Linked DNA regions of Sus scrofa: region 1 is linked to region 2. A link is a contact called in public promoter capture Hi-C data. All regions are on one chromosome and are shown on one strand. The core of a region is the stretch at or near the end of the contact, and the rest is flanking DNA. Distances in the headings are between cores, read along the strand shown. Region 1 holds the start of CCDC127 (coiled-coil domain-containing protein 127). Region 2 holds the start of MRPL36 (39S ribosomal protein L36, mitochondrial).

What was found. Promoter capture Hi-C pulls out the DNA fragments that hold promoters and counts their contacts.
Region 1: a promoter capture Hi-C map of liver shows a contact between it and region 2, with 7 times the contacts expected there. The contact joins the promoter of CCDC127 here to the promoter of MRPL36 in region 2. A contact is called at or near these places in 1 of 5 promoter capture datasets (liver) and 1 of 47 Hi-C or Micro-C datasets (liver).

What each region holds. Positions count from the first base shown.
Region 1 is chr16:79,858,244-79,865,258 of Sscrofa11.1, reverse strand. CCDC127 (coiled-coil domain-containing protein 127) reads right to left here and starts at 2,665. Exons shown (of 3, transcript XM_021076939.1): 1 at 2,544-2,665; 2 at 1,208-1,338. The coding sequence starts at 1,328. It overlaps SDHA (succinate dehydrogenase [ubiquinone] flavoprotein subunit, mitochondrial), which reads left to right and starts at 2,303. Exons shown (of 15, transcript XM_021076931.1): 1 at 2,303-2,830. The coding sequence starts at 2,768.
Region 2 is chr16:78,999,116-79,006,183 of Sscrofa11.1, reverse strand. MRPL36 (39S ribosomal protein L36, mitochondrial) reads right to left here and starts at 4,696. Exons shown (of 2, transcript XM_005672623.2): 1 at 4,479-4,696; 2 at 3,403-4,153. The coding sequence starts at 4,696. The coding sequence ends at 3,838. NDUFS6 (NADH dehydrogenase [ubiquinone] iron-sulfur protein 6, mitochondrial) reads left to right here and starts at 6,183. Exons shown (of 4, transcript XM_003134167.4): 1 at 6,183-6,361. The coding sequence starts at 6,233.

The DNA of each region.
Region 1 (7,015 bases), core at 1,416-3,915, 860 kb before region 2:
AGCTGAGGATGGTACCTGAGGTGTGGGCTTATGCCATTTCAGTCACTTACTCAGTGTTCCTGGGTCTCTCCTATGTATACATGGTAACAACTTTTGTTTGATTTTCTCCTGCTACTCCGGCTCACATCAATTTAATTCTGAGACCAGCCAGAAAAACTTAGAAGGATAGAGGAAAATTTCTTCCTCCCCAACAATGACAAAACATAAAACTAACTCCTCCACTTCAGGAAATTTATCATGTACTAGGGATATTAACTAAAAGCAAGAATGATTACAACTGACCAGTGACTAGTAATTTCCCCAAAGTGGTACAAAGCTGACCTAAAGAAGAGAGATTTGCTGGCCTGCTAGGCAGAGGTTTCATGGATGAAATCTCCCAAAGACTGACCTCCTCAATATTACACAGAGCCCCAAACCAGTTTTCCTTTATGTCTGTTTTATTCCTCATCAGTCCTTACAAGGCCACTGAAGCAAGGGAGCCTCCTGCAGAGCAACAAAGCCTTGAAGGGAGCTCACAGTTACAGAACTCACTCCACACAAACACCTCTAAATATCTTGTCTTATTTAACCCTCACACTGCATTGAGGTAATTACGATGGTCAGAGAAACTAAGGCTCGGAGGATTAAGTAATTTGCCCAAAATGTACCTTATGCGATAAAACTAGGGTATACACGTGCTGCATTTATAAAAACAAAGACCTTTTTCTGAAATTTACCATCAGGCCATCACTGCCCCTGCTGACCTGCAAGTTCACCCTGAAAGGCACTCAGAGTGAATGCACTCTCTCGTCTGGATGCATATGACCCTACATAGTTAAGAAAACCAAGTTAAGGAAGAATTCCAATGACCTCAAATACTTACGTGTTCCCATAGGGTGGTAAGCACTAAAATCATTAACTTGAGATACCTGGTTGTTGTTGGATTTTTGGTGTGACAAGCAGTAATCTTTTACCAAGACGTATGCTTGACCGTATGTATTTCCCAGCCAAAAAATTCACATATATCCTGGCTTCCCCCTACCTCTTTGGAGCAGTTCCTAACAGCTATCTGAGAAGCCATACCCTGGGCCATGGTCTTCAGTAAGACACTGAATAAAACCCAAGGCACGGGTCTCATGCACGTTTTTTTTTTTCCAGCCAACAACTCTCAGGTTCCTAAGCCCCACACTCTCAGCCCAGCAAATGTGTTAGGAAAACCATGACTTACGAAAAGCAGCCAATCCCAGCATTGGAACCAACAGGGCATAATTCCATCTGCTTCCATCACCCCCATCAGCCCTGGAATTAGGCCGGATATTCCAATTTGGGGGGTCATTTAAGTTATTCATGGAGATACACCTTGAAATAAAAGATAACACCATTAATACACAAAAGGAACACAATACATTGTTAATTTTATCGTCTACTTGGCTCATGTGAGTCTTGTTTTCTTTCAAAAAATTCTGCTCAGGAGTTCCCTGATGGCTCATGGGTTAAGGCTCTGCTGCTTTCACTGCTGTAGCTCAAGTTTGATCCCTGGCCCAGGAACTTCTGCATGGTGTGGGCACGGCCAAAAAACAAACACAATTTTGGTTTAGATCCAGTTATGTGCTGCTGCACAGCACTGAGCCTTATGGGATTAAAAGAGAAAACCAAGACCTCAGACAAAAGTAACTCACAAGTCATGGTAGAGAGAAGTGTCTCAAATGACTGAAACACAGATAGAATGAGATATATAATCAAAAGGAACTCAAATCAAACTTTAAAAACTCTTAACGGGCTTTGCGATAAATACTTATTTAACAACTAAAGATATAAAATTCTAATTGGCAATGAAAAAATTACGCACACACCAAGGCTCCAGTACCTAATGTCAAAGAGCTTGCGGTGAACACAGAATAAAAAAATCAGACCGGAGTTCCCTGCGTGGTGCAGCGGAAATGAATCCGACTAGGAACCACGAGGTTGCGGGTTTGATCCCTGGCCTTGCTGAGTGGGTTAAGGCTCCCGCGGTGCTCTGAGCTGTGGTGTGGGTCACAAACTCGGCTCAGATCTGATGTTCCTGCGCCTGTGGCATAGGCCGGCAGCTGCAGCTCCAGTTCAAAGCCTAGCCTGGGAACCTCCGTATGCCGCGGGCGCGGCCCTAAAAACCAAAAAACAAACAAAACAAAAAGTCAGAGATTGAAAGCGCTGAAGCCAAAACGCTCAGAGCCCCTTCACCCCATAAGCTGCAGGGTCCGCGCCGCCCACCTTTCCCATAAACCACAGGGTCCGCCTCCCGGGGCGTACAATTTAAGAGGCGTGCAATCTAATAAAGCAGCGGTACCCGGCCCGGACTGGGCCTAACTTCGCTCCAACAGGGCCGCCGGTCGTCGAACTGCTCGATACAGGAACTCCGGCTCCGTCCCATAAAGAAAAGTGGGGTACCTGCGAGCACTGGTTCATTCCGCAAAACTCCCGTAAATTGGAGAAAAATCGAACACCGTCGGGACCAGAGCAGAAATCAGGCGAGCCTGTGAAGACGCCTGGTCTCGGACACGACCCGACCCCCGACTGCAACCTACCCCTGCCGGGACCTTGGGCCCCAGGTCCCTGAACTCCTCCGTCTGCCAGTCCTCTCTGCGCAGGCGCGGCGTTGCCCCTTCAACCCCGGGCGCGGCGACGTAAGACCCCGGCGCTGCGACGTGCGCAGGCGCGGCGCCCCGCCACCCCCCGTCGTCCCCGGGTCGCGGCGACGTGCGCAGGCGCGATCAGCGCGGGGACTAGCGGGACGCTGCGGACGGCAGACATGTCGGGGGTCCGGGCTGTGTCACGGCTGCTGCGCGCCCGGCGCCTGGCGCTGACCTGGGCGGTGAGTCGGCGCCGCGGGCTGGGAGGGGCCGGAAGGGGCGAACGCCGGGTCCCGCACCCCCAGCCCCGCGATGGGACGGGCTGGGGAGGGCCCGCCGGGTTCTGTCCGCGCTGGCTGGGTGAAGGTCACGACCCTGTAGCCGCCCGGGACCCCTTTCCGCCCGGGGCCCTGCCTGGAGCTCGGGGCCTCGGCCAAGGTCGCCCGCTCCGCTGCGCGGAGGGGGCTGTCCAAGGTCGTGCGGCCGGAGGGCGGCCTGCGGGTGGGTGGGGTCTGAGCTGATCCCCGGCACTAGGTTGGGCCTCCTGAGGGCTGTGCGGTGGCCTCTGCGCATTTACTGCAAAATTACCACGGCGGACGCGGGACAGTGTCCTGGGCGTTTCCTGCAGGGCCCCGCAGGCCCTACTCGAGTCGGTCGAGTTGTGCATTCCGAGGCCTGGCTGCTGGTTCCTGTCTCCTCTCCGGACAGATCGTCAGAGTCGACCCTTTAGGGTTTTACTGAAGCACTGAATTTAGGGGGTTTAGATATTTGGTTTTATAACGTGAACTCGCCTGGCCACCTAGTTAGTAATTGAATGTCAAAGGTCCCAACGGAATCAGGGCTTTCACCAGCGTTATACTGTTGACATATGTCTGTAGTTATACCCACAACTCTCTCCTCTTTAAACTACAGGAATTGAGGAGTTCTCTTTGGGGCTCAGTGGGTTAAGAACCCGGCTAGTATCCATAGGGATGCGGGTTGGATTCCTGGCCTCGCTCAGTGGTTTAAGGATCCGGCATTGCCGTGAGGTACAGATATCGCTCGGATCTTGTGTCGCTGTGCCTGTGGAGTAGGCCTCAGCTGCAGCTCGGATACGACCCCTAGCCCGGGAACTTCAATATGTTGCAGGTGCGGCCATGAAACGAAAAAAAAAAAAAAAAAAAAATAGATATAAAGGACCAGAATTAGGAGTTCTTGTCTGGCTCAGTGGTTAACGACCCTGACTAGCATCCATGAGGATCCTGGTTTGATCCCTGGCCTCACTCAGTGGATTAAGGATCCAGCATTGATGTGTGCTGAGGTGTAGGTCGCAGATTTGGCTCGGATCCTACCTTGCTATCTATGGCTGTGTTGTAGGCCTGCAGCTACAGCTACGAATGGACCCTAGCCTGGGAACCTCTACATGCCAGGGGTGCGTTCCTAAAAAGGCAAATATATATATGTATATATGAATTAAACATTGTGTTGAATATGAGGAGGTTTAGTTAGACATTCTGCCACACCAGAAAGAGTTTAAAGGCTTTCACGTGTTTCAGGTGCTGGTGCTTTCTGAGCAGATGTTTCACCAGTCCCCAAGCCTTGGCTCTAAGGCACAGTGGAAGCAGGGGGTCCACAAGCAGGAAATGAAGCCGGTGGTTAGTGGGTTGGTTTTAGTCAGCCAAGCATGAACAAACTTCTAAGTGGGTCCTTCTTGTCAGGTGAGATGACAGATTGGTAACTGGTGGTGATTGGAGAAGAGCTGACAAATCTGCCAACCCAGACTGAGCCTGATGTCCTTGTTCCAGCCTGCAGGCGCCCTTTACCCACCACCTGCCCTTTGTCAGTTTATGAGGGAGTAAAGTTCTAGGAGCAACAGGTTAGAGTGTAAACCTCTCCTTTCCTGTTGGCCTGATGGAAGTGAACTCCTTTGAATGAGCTCTTAGCCGCCAGCTGTGTGCTTCATCTTCTCCTTGAATCTTCACCACCAGCCCATGCTCAGATGCTTGTGAACATGATGGCAAGGTAGCGTTAGCAAAATTGAGCCATAGATTAGGTCTACCGGAGATGGTCTTGGGTTTTTTTGTTGTTTTGGGTTTTTTTTTTTTTTTTTTTGATCTTTTTGCCTTTTCTAGGGTCGCACCCATAGCATATGGAGGTTCCCAGGCTAGGGGTCTAATCAGAGCTGTAGCTGCCAGCCTACACCGCAGCCACAGCAACGCCAGATCTGAGCCACATCTGCAACCTACACCACAGCTCATGGCAATGCAGGATCCTTACTTAACCCACTGAGCAAGGCCAGGGATTGAACCCACAACCTCATGGTTCCTAGTCGAATTCATTAACCACTGTGCCACAATGGGAACTCTTGGTCTTGGGTTTTTAAAGTCTTTTTGTCTTGGAGTTCCCATCGTGGCGCAGTGGTTAATGAATCCGACTAGGAACCATGAGGTTGCGGGTTCGGTCCCTGCCCTTGCTCAGTGGGTTAACGATCCGGCGTTGCCATGAGCTGTGGTGTAGGTTGCAGACGCGGCTCAGATCCCGAGTTGCTGTGGCTCTGGCATAGGCCAGTGGCTACAACTCCGATGAGACCCCTAGCCTGGGAACCTCCATATGCCGCAGGAGCGGCCCAAGAAATAGCAAAAAAAAAATTAATAAATAAAGTCTTTTTGTCTTGATGAAAGTGGCTTTGGAAATTATTTTCATCTATGGAAATTAATTTGTCCAAGGCTGAGTATTTATTGGAATTTAAGATTGGCAAGAACAAAAGCATCAAATTAGCAGACCAAAAAAAGGAATTAATGCTGTCTAGCTGAAGAATGTTGATGGCATGTACCTGATGAGGATAATTTGAATAAAGCCCACAGGAAATTTTTCTTTATCTTATTTTGTTCAATTCTGTGGTGTTGCCAAGTCATTTTATATTTACAGCTGCTTTCATGTTATAAAATTATTAAACCTTTGTTTATTTGTCTATGTTTTCTTTTTAATTGTCCCAGCGCACTGACACAATTTGTAAACTGTTCCAAAGTAGTTAAATCAAAGGAAAAAGCAAAACCTTACTTTTTAAAGGTCCAAAAAGTTGGTTAACTTTGAATGAGATTTTTCAGTTTTCAAAAAAGTATTTTTTTAGAACAAGTCAATTTTTTTTTCTTTGACTTTATCATTTCGAATATGTTTTAATGGTGTATCTAGATTTACATCATTTAGGCCACTGTAAGTAACCTTTGGTTTTGCTATTTGGGATAATTATAATATCACTGGCATTCAGTTCTGCATTCCATGTGATGTTTTTCCTTCTTCGCTTGAGAAACTGTGGCTTGATTTTGGTTCATAACATGGATATTCATCTTATTTTGGAGTCCCAGAGATTTTTCCCAAGGGTCCGTGGATGCTGGGGAAAGTACAGGATGTGGAGCCAGCCCAGCCCTCCTGTTCCCTGCAGAGACTCCCTTTCTCTGTGGGGTCAAGAAGGTGTGAAACCTTCTCGTGGTGCTCACAGGTCACACCCTCTGCTTGGAAATCATGTGAATTGTATTTTAAATGCCCCTTTAAAAGAAAACCCTGTAAAACTTAGTGAAAATAATTACACAGTTATTATATGTAGTTAAGAAAGACAGTGAATACGGGAGTCCTTAAAACTGAAAAGGAATAAGACCACCTCTGTCCCCAGTGGACTCAGTTCTGAATTGTGTTTGGTATTGACCTCTGCTACTTACCTGCATTTCACTAGCTGATATGCAGGTGCATTTTTATCCATTTTAGACATTGCTTTTTGCGAGTAAATGAGGATTTAGTTCCCTTAAACCATCCCACTGGCCACATCCTGAGTTCTTCCAATATAATTATGGAACCACTTTCAGATCCTTTATTGGCTGCTTTTGTAATTGTATAGACTGTACTTACAAATTAGTTTCTCGTTCATGATTCATAGGTGAGTTTTATCAGACGGGGACTCCCCATTTTGCTTATTGGAGAATATCAGTATCCCTCACCTTTGCACGTCTCTGTCCCTTTTTCCTGCTAATTCAGTTCCCTGTACTTTTACTTCAACAGAGTTGTTAAGAACGCTGTGTTCTTTTCATTCTACCTTGGGTAGATTTCTGCTTTCTTCCTTATGTTGCCCCGTTGGAAAACGTTTGATAGGTTTTTCTTCAAAAAACATTAGATTGATAAATGACACAAAGTGAATTTTATCTAAAGACAGAAATTGGATTAAAATTGGACTCGACAAAATTCTCTTTTTTTGCTTTTTAGGGCCATACCCATAGCATATGGAAGTTCACAGGTTAGGGGTTGAATCAGAGCTGCAGCTGCTGGCCTACGCCACAGCTACAGAAACTCGGGACCCGAGCCCTGTCTGCAACCTCCACCACAGCTCACACAACGCTGGATCCTTGACCCACTGAACAAGGCCAGGGATCGAACCCGAGTCCTCATGGATCCTAGTG
Region 2 (7,068 bases), core at 3,447-5,946:
TTGGTGCATCTTCTGCCTGAACCTGAAAGAATGCTTATCCTGCTGATGTTAGGGAGTGGTTTATAAATGTCAGTTATCAAGTTGATCAACAGTATTGTTCAAATCTGCATGCTTAATATTACTCAATCTACTTGTTCTGTCAGTTGTTGAGAAAGTATCGATATCTCCAACCATAGTTTGGATTTGCCGATTCTTCCTTGTAGGTCTATGTTTGCTTTATGTTTTTTGAAGCTTTGTTATTATGTGCATAGACACTTAGGATTGTTATCTGTTCTTGACAAATTAACCCCTCTTGCTTAAACAACCCCTCATTATACTTGTTAATAGTTAGTCATCAAAATTCTACCTTGGGAGTTCCTGTCGTGGCTCAGCAGAAACGAATCTGACTATTAACCAAGAGGACACAGGTTCGATCCCCGGCCTCGCTCAGTGGGTTAAGGATCCAGTGTTGCTGTGAGCTGTGGTGTAGGTTGCAGATGCAGCTCGGATTTGACCCCTAGCCTAGGAACTGCCATATGCCACAGGTGCGGCCCTGAGTGAAAAAAAAAAAAAGACTACTTTGACCAAGATCAATAAAAGCACTGCACTTTCTTTTGATTAGTTTCATGATGCATCTTCTCTCCTTTAAGGTATAACTAAACTGGGTTCTTGGAGACAGCAAATACTTGAATTTCGCTTTTTTAATACAATCTGACAATCTCTGCTATCTGATTGGGGTGCTGGGACCACAGAGTGTGACTGTGGCTAGGACTGCGTTTAAAGCGTTCCCGCTGTGGCTCGGCAGGTTAAGACCCACTAGCATCCATGAGTGCGTGGGTTTGATCCCTGGCCTTGCACAGCGGGTTAAGGATCTGAAAGCTGTGGCGTGGGCCTGGGACCTCTAGCCCGGGAACTTCCGTATGTCACAGGTGTGGCCCTAAAAGGAAAGTAAAGGGTGAGTTTAAGTTTACGTTCTTGTTCGTTATTTCTTATTATAAATACATTTGCTCTTGTCCCTCTTGCGGTTTTATCTAACTTCTACATTAACTGGATATTTCAGCATTCTGCATTTCCTCCATCATTGGCTTATTACATATATCTTTCCGTTCTGTGTTTAGTGCTTGGTCTACTGTTTATGGTGTGGAACTGCGACACTGCCGTCTGCCTTCAAACACTCGTTACCGGGTCAGGATTGGAGGAGACCCTCGGGAGAGCAGGCTCCCCGCCCCGTGCTGCTGTGGTCACACCCGACAGACCTACAGGGGTCCTAAACACCCTGAGATGTTGCTACCACTTTTCTTTAACACTTACCGTTCGAAGGATCTTTAAGTGAAGGGAATGTCTTTCGTTTAAAGTTACTGTTTCTGGCTCCCTTCCTTTCTGTGTAATCTGTGTTTCCATTTGAATTTTCCTAGCTTTGAGACAGTCTTGTCTCCCAGCTTGATTTTCAAAAGACATGTTCACTGAACGGAGACTTCTAGGTTGGCGGTTCTGCCCAGAACTTTGGAGAGGTCTCGTCGGCCTCCGCCCTGCATGGTTAGCCGTTATTCTTCCTTTTCCTCTTTATGAGAAAGGCCTTTTTTTCCTCTGTGGCTAAGAGACTTTCTCTTTATCGGATTTTTAGCAATTTGGTAATGATGTACTATTGTGTAGTTTTCTGCTTGTTTTTCCTGATCAGACTTGTTCGTCTTCTTGGATTTGTGGGCTTATTGGTTTCATCAAACTCGGAAACATCCAGGTCATTACTTGTCAGCTATCATTTTCTTCCCCGCTCTTCCCGGGACTGCAGTGCCACTCATGCTGCAATGCTGGCTATTGTCCCACAGCTCACTGAGTTCCATTGTTTGCTTTCGTTTTTTGATCTTTTTATCTTTATTTGAGCTCCATTTGCCCTAGACATTCCTTTGGGTTTTTCACAAGGTTTAATGAGGTGCAATTTGCCTAGAGTAAGACTCTCACTTTTAGTGTAGGATTTTATTTATTTATTTTATTTTTGCTACACACGTGGCATTTGGAAGCTCCTGGGCCAGGGATCAAACCCATGCTGCCAGATCCTTAAGTCGCTGTGCCACAAGGGCACTCCTTCTGAGTTTTATAAGCAGATAGTCATGAAATCATCACTGTAATCAAACTATAGAATAATCCCATCACCCCAAACATTCTTTCATGTCGCTGACCATGCCCCTACATTTTGAATAACCATGGCACCTTGTACCAAAATTCCTGCTGGGGTTTTCACTGGCACTGCGCTGAGGCTGCAAACCAACTGGATGGAAGTGACAACACGGGGTCTTCTCGTCTCAGTATTTTATTAGAGGTTACTCCCCAACAGTGCCTTAGCTTTAAGTACACAGAATGTGTCTCATTTTGTTAGACTGCTATTTGAACAGCATCATACTTTCGGTGCTATTATAAATAGCACTTAAGTCTCAGTTTCTATTTGTTCATGGCTCGTATACAGGGATACAAACCTCTCACTCAATGGATAATTGAGAAAATATGGAATGTTTCTAGTAGGTTGTGGCCATTGTGAAGTCAAAGCCCAGTTTAAGAAGCTTATTTAATGACCTGAGCAAGGGGTTTGCACACTCTTTCTGCAAATATGGCCAAAACAAGAAGTATTTCAAGTTTTTCAAGCCACACCGTCTTTGATGCAGCCCCTCAGCCATTACTCTGGCTGCTGTAGCAGGTGTAACAATACATAAGAGGCTTGGCTGCTTTCCAGTAAAACTCCTTTTTCAAAAATGTGTGGCAGGCTGCATGTGGCTCCTGACCAAAACTAATTTTTCTGTGGTGCTGCATGCACTCTTGGGGCTGTAAGTGCCTGTCCACCTGGGTATCAGGAAGTTGGTGAGTATAAGATTTAGTTGGCGCACGGTCTGACCTTAGATCAGGAGAAAAGAACGGTTCAAAAATTCATCACGATGGAGTTCCCGTCGTGGCGCAGTGGAAACCATGAGGTTGCAGGTTCGGTCCCTGGCCTCGATCAGTGGCTTGAGGATCCCTCATTGCTGTGAGCTGTGGTGTAGGTCAAAGATACGGCTCAGATCTGCTGTTGCTGTGGTGTCAGCTGGCAGCAACAGCTCAGATTAGACCCCTAGCCTGGGAACCTCCATATGCTGCGAGTGTGGCCCTAGGAAAGATTAAAAAAAAAAAAAAAAAAAAATTCATTAGGCAGGAACCCTGGGATAGGTGACCCCAGAACACTGCATGCCAGTGGCTCCAGCTCCTGGTCTGCAGAGTTCAGGACAGCAGTTTCACTGATTTAGTTCACAACCACTGCCATGCACCCGTGTGCACACACACACACACCCTGCATACAGCAGTACACACAAGCAAGCATATGCACCAACCACACCCGTGCATGCATGGTCACATGTGTGCACGCATACTTTTCAAGTCTCAGACTCAGGATGACAAACAATCGATATCCAAGACACCTTTATATATGTATAAACAAGTTAAATTTCCCTGGACTTAAAGATTGCTATGTAGGCCTTCCCTGCTCATCCCCTCGGGAATGTTGAGAACCCGAGTCTGAACCCAGATGGGCACCTTAGGTGGGCTGAGCACAGGGACAGGGAGCTATCCGCACCGTTCTGTGGTGGCATAAAGCCAGCTTCCCCTTCACCCGTGTTCTGTCCCCGTCTGCTCAGGCGCAAACGAAATTGCAAGGAGGTGAGAAGGAGCCGTTCCCAGGTGGGGCTCTAGGTCGGCTGGATCTGGAGCTACAAGGCGATGAGACACCAGCCAGAGTCCGAAACCCAAAGGCCAGCGGTTCCGAGACGTGTTTCCCTTTGACTTTCCTTTCGATGCGGCAACACCATCTCCCACGTGCACGTGTTTCCCAGGCCTCGGCTACATCTGTCTCTGCTTGTGCTTCGGGTTGGTCTTGCAGTAGATAAACCACCGTCCGCGTCTCTTCACGAGGTAGCAGTCCCTGCAGCGCTTCTTGAGGACGCCCTTGGTCTTGAAGCCCAGGGCCGGCTGCGGGCCCAGCAGCGGGCGCGCAGAGAGGAGGGCGGCCGCGGGGCTGGGCTGCGCACCGACTGCAAGGGCGGCGCGCGGGGGTCCGGCTGCGAACGTGGAGAGCGGGCGACCGCCCAGGTGCAACAGGGGCCCTACGGCAGAAAGCACTGTCCTTAGGAAGGCGGTGGCCATGTCGTGGCTGGATCTACGGGTGAAAGAAGAAAACTTAGAGCTGCTAGTGGTTTCTGTCCCCGCCACTGAAACTTCCTTCCCCGCGTCCCTGCGCTCCGGACACAGGCCGCGCGGCTCGGGGCTTGGTAACCAAAGTGCTCCGCCGGGAGAGCATGAGTGCGGCGAGCGGCACCGGGCCCCTGCCCGATGCTGAGACCCCCGCCCGGCTGCCCGGCCTGTAGGAGTCCCGCGTCGACGAGACCCTGGAGCGGCCGGGCCAAGGGGTTGGGGGCAGAGGGCACGAGGTCGAAGACAGTACCCGGCCCGCAGGGATCAGCCCCGGTGCGGCCCCTTCTCACCGCGGTGACCTCCGCCCCCGGAAACTGAGGCCAGGGATCCCCGGGACGTCTCCTTCGGGGGGTCCCGAGCCCTTCCGTGTGCCCTGCCCCCAGGCCCTGGGGATCCCTGTATTTCCCACCTGGAAATTGGGTGCGGGGGCCCGCGGCTGCGCGCCTTGCCAGCCTCTGCGCCTGCGCTCTAGGCCGCGCTTGCGCAGTAGGAACGGAGACGCCGCCATCCGGTGTCCGCCAGGAAGGAAGATGGCGGCAGTCAGGCGGCTGCCCGTGCGGGGGCCGGGCTTAGAGGCGGAGCCGGGCTTAGAGGCGGAGCCGGGCTTAGAGGCGGAGCCGGGCTTAGAGGCGGAGCCACGCGAGTGCGGGGGCGAAGGGCATCAGGTTCCGCCCCAGAAGGCTGCTTTACCCGTTCTTGGCCCTCTACTTCTCGGACCAGTCTTAACCTCCTCTGGGCTCTCCGCCCAGATAGCTCCCGACCCTGTAGGCCACTGGGTGTCTGAGATTACAGGGGCGCTTCCTTCGAGGGAGGGGGTGTACTCGTGAAGGGATGCAAAAATGGGAATGAAAGGTATCTGTAATGAAAAAGAAGTCACAAGCAATGACTTAAAAAAAACAGACTTTAAAATACCCCCCAAACTGATAAATACCAACTTCAAAACAAAATCTAGAAAAACCCCAGCTTGTATTAGGTGGACTTCCTGGGAGAAATGTAGAGAGACTCAGGGAAACACGTGGAGACAGGCCCTGGTCCTGACTTAACTTTTTTTCTGCAGCATTATGAAAACTCAAACAGTAAAGTTGAAAGACATTTATAGCGAACACCCACATACCCACTGCGAGGATTCCACAAGTGCACTTGCTACGCCTGCCTTTCTGGAACGTGTACGTGTGGACACATCTACTTTCCATGCACAGGAACGGGAGCTGCAGACGGGGGTTCATCTGTGTGCCACACCGGCACCGCAGCACGCTTTGGCCTCTGGCCGGGAGAGCTTGGGCTTGCCTCTGAGCACCATCTGTGGACACCCCTCCGTTCCAGGAGGTTTTCTGGGCACTGTTGCCTCTCATCCCCTCCTTAGCTTCTTCACCTCCCTGGAGTCCAGGTTGTGGGTGAGACTGCGCCCCAGCTCTGGGATTGCCCCTGCGTCCACTGGCTGGCCGTGTGAGCTGACCCTTTGGACAGGTCTTATGTACGGGCGGTTTGGAGGAAGCCATGAGGAGCCGGGAGAGAAGCAGGGCCGGGATGCAGGCCGAGGTCCCGCACAGCGGGCCTTTCCGGGTTTACTTGTATGGGGGAGTGCCATCGAAAGCGTTTTACTGGTACTTCTATTGGGCTTTGATGCAGGAACCCGAAAACATCCTATTCCGGCGGCCGCACAGAACTGCGCATGGGCAACATGATGCAGTTCCAGGATCCTCCCTAAGCAGAGACCCTTCTCCAACATTCACCAAAACTCGATCCGTAACCCTCATGATTATCCATTACCATCGCAAGTCCGCACTGCATCTTCCGTTTCCCTCCTCCCCTGCCCCTGGTAAGTGGAGCAGCCCTTAAGTGTTAAGCTTGCCTAGTTTCCCGCCTTATCCCGGCCGGGCCCCAGCCACGCCCTACACCTGCCGGCCGCATCGGCCCGACCGCACCGCGCATGCGCGCCTCCCAGGGCGCACTAAAGCGCGGCCGAACCCGCCCAGCGGAAGCCGTGCGCGTGCGTCGGCGTTCGGCGTGAAGGCGCGCGGGGTCGAAGGTCAGCCCCGCAAAGATGGCGGCGGTGACCTTCCTCCGGCTGCTGGGTCGGAGCGGCGCGGGGGCGCGGAACCTGCTCGGAGGCTCCAGGTGCTTCGGGGTGCGGACCTCGCCGACCGGGGAGAAGGTTACGCACACCGGCCAGGTAACCGCGGTAGCGCGGAGAGCGCCCATTTCGGGGCGCCTCGGTGGGCGGGGCCCCTCCCAGACCCCAGGTCCCGCAGTCCAGAAACCCAAGGCCCCTGGTTTCCTTGGCCTGGCGCCTCCGTGCCCCAGGTCCAGTGCCCAGCGTCCCGCACCCCCTGTTCCCCCGGCCGGGCCTCTAGGTCCCCCTAGTCCAGTGCTCGCGGTCTGCTCTCCCAGACCCCGCTCCCCTTGTTCCACGGGCCGGCACCCGAGTCCTACGATCCAGACCCCACGGGCCCCAGCCTCAGCGGTCTCGGGCAGCTCGGGGGTTACAGTGGGGAGGCCTCTGTTGCGGTCAGAAACTACCAACTTCTAATGTTTGTGCCAGATGAAGCACCAGGAGGGGCTGCTGTAGTCTGTCTCTTGTCTGCAAAACAGAAACGGCGTGAGACTGTAATCCTAAGCCGAAGGAGGAGAGAGTAGTTACCTTCGTTGTTAAACATCCCCGAGCAGGTGCAGAGGGGAAGGAAGCTCTGGGCCCCTTCTGAGGTAGAGGGTCCCGTGACCCTCACCTGGCCGCCCTCTCTTGCTTCCACCCCACCTGGCCAGGTCCGGTTCCGGGGGCTGCTTGCTGTCCTCTTAGGAACCGAAGTGACGGGTGTGCTGGTGAACGGCCTAGACGTTAGGAAAACACTTTTCTGGTTATGTTCATGACACGGAATCGGA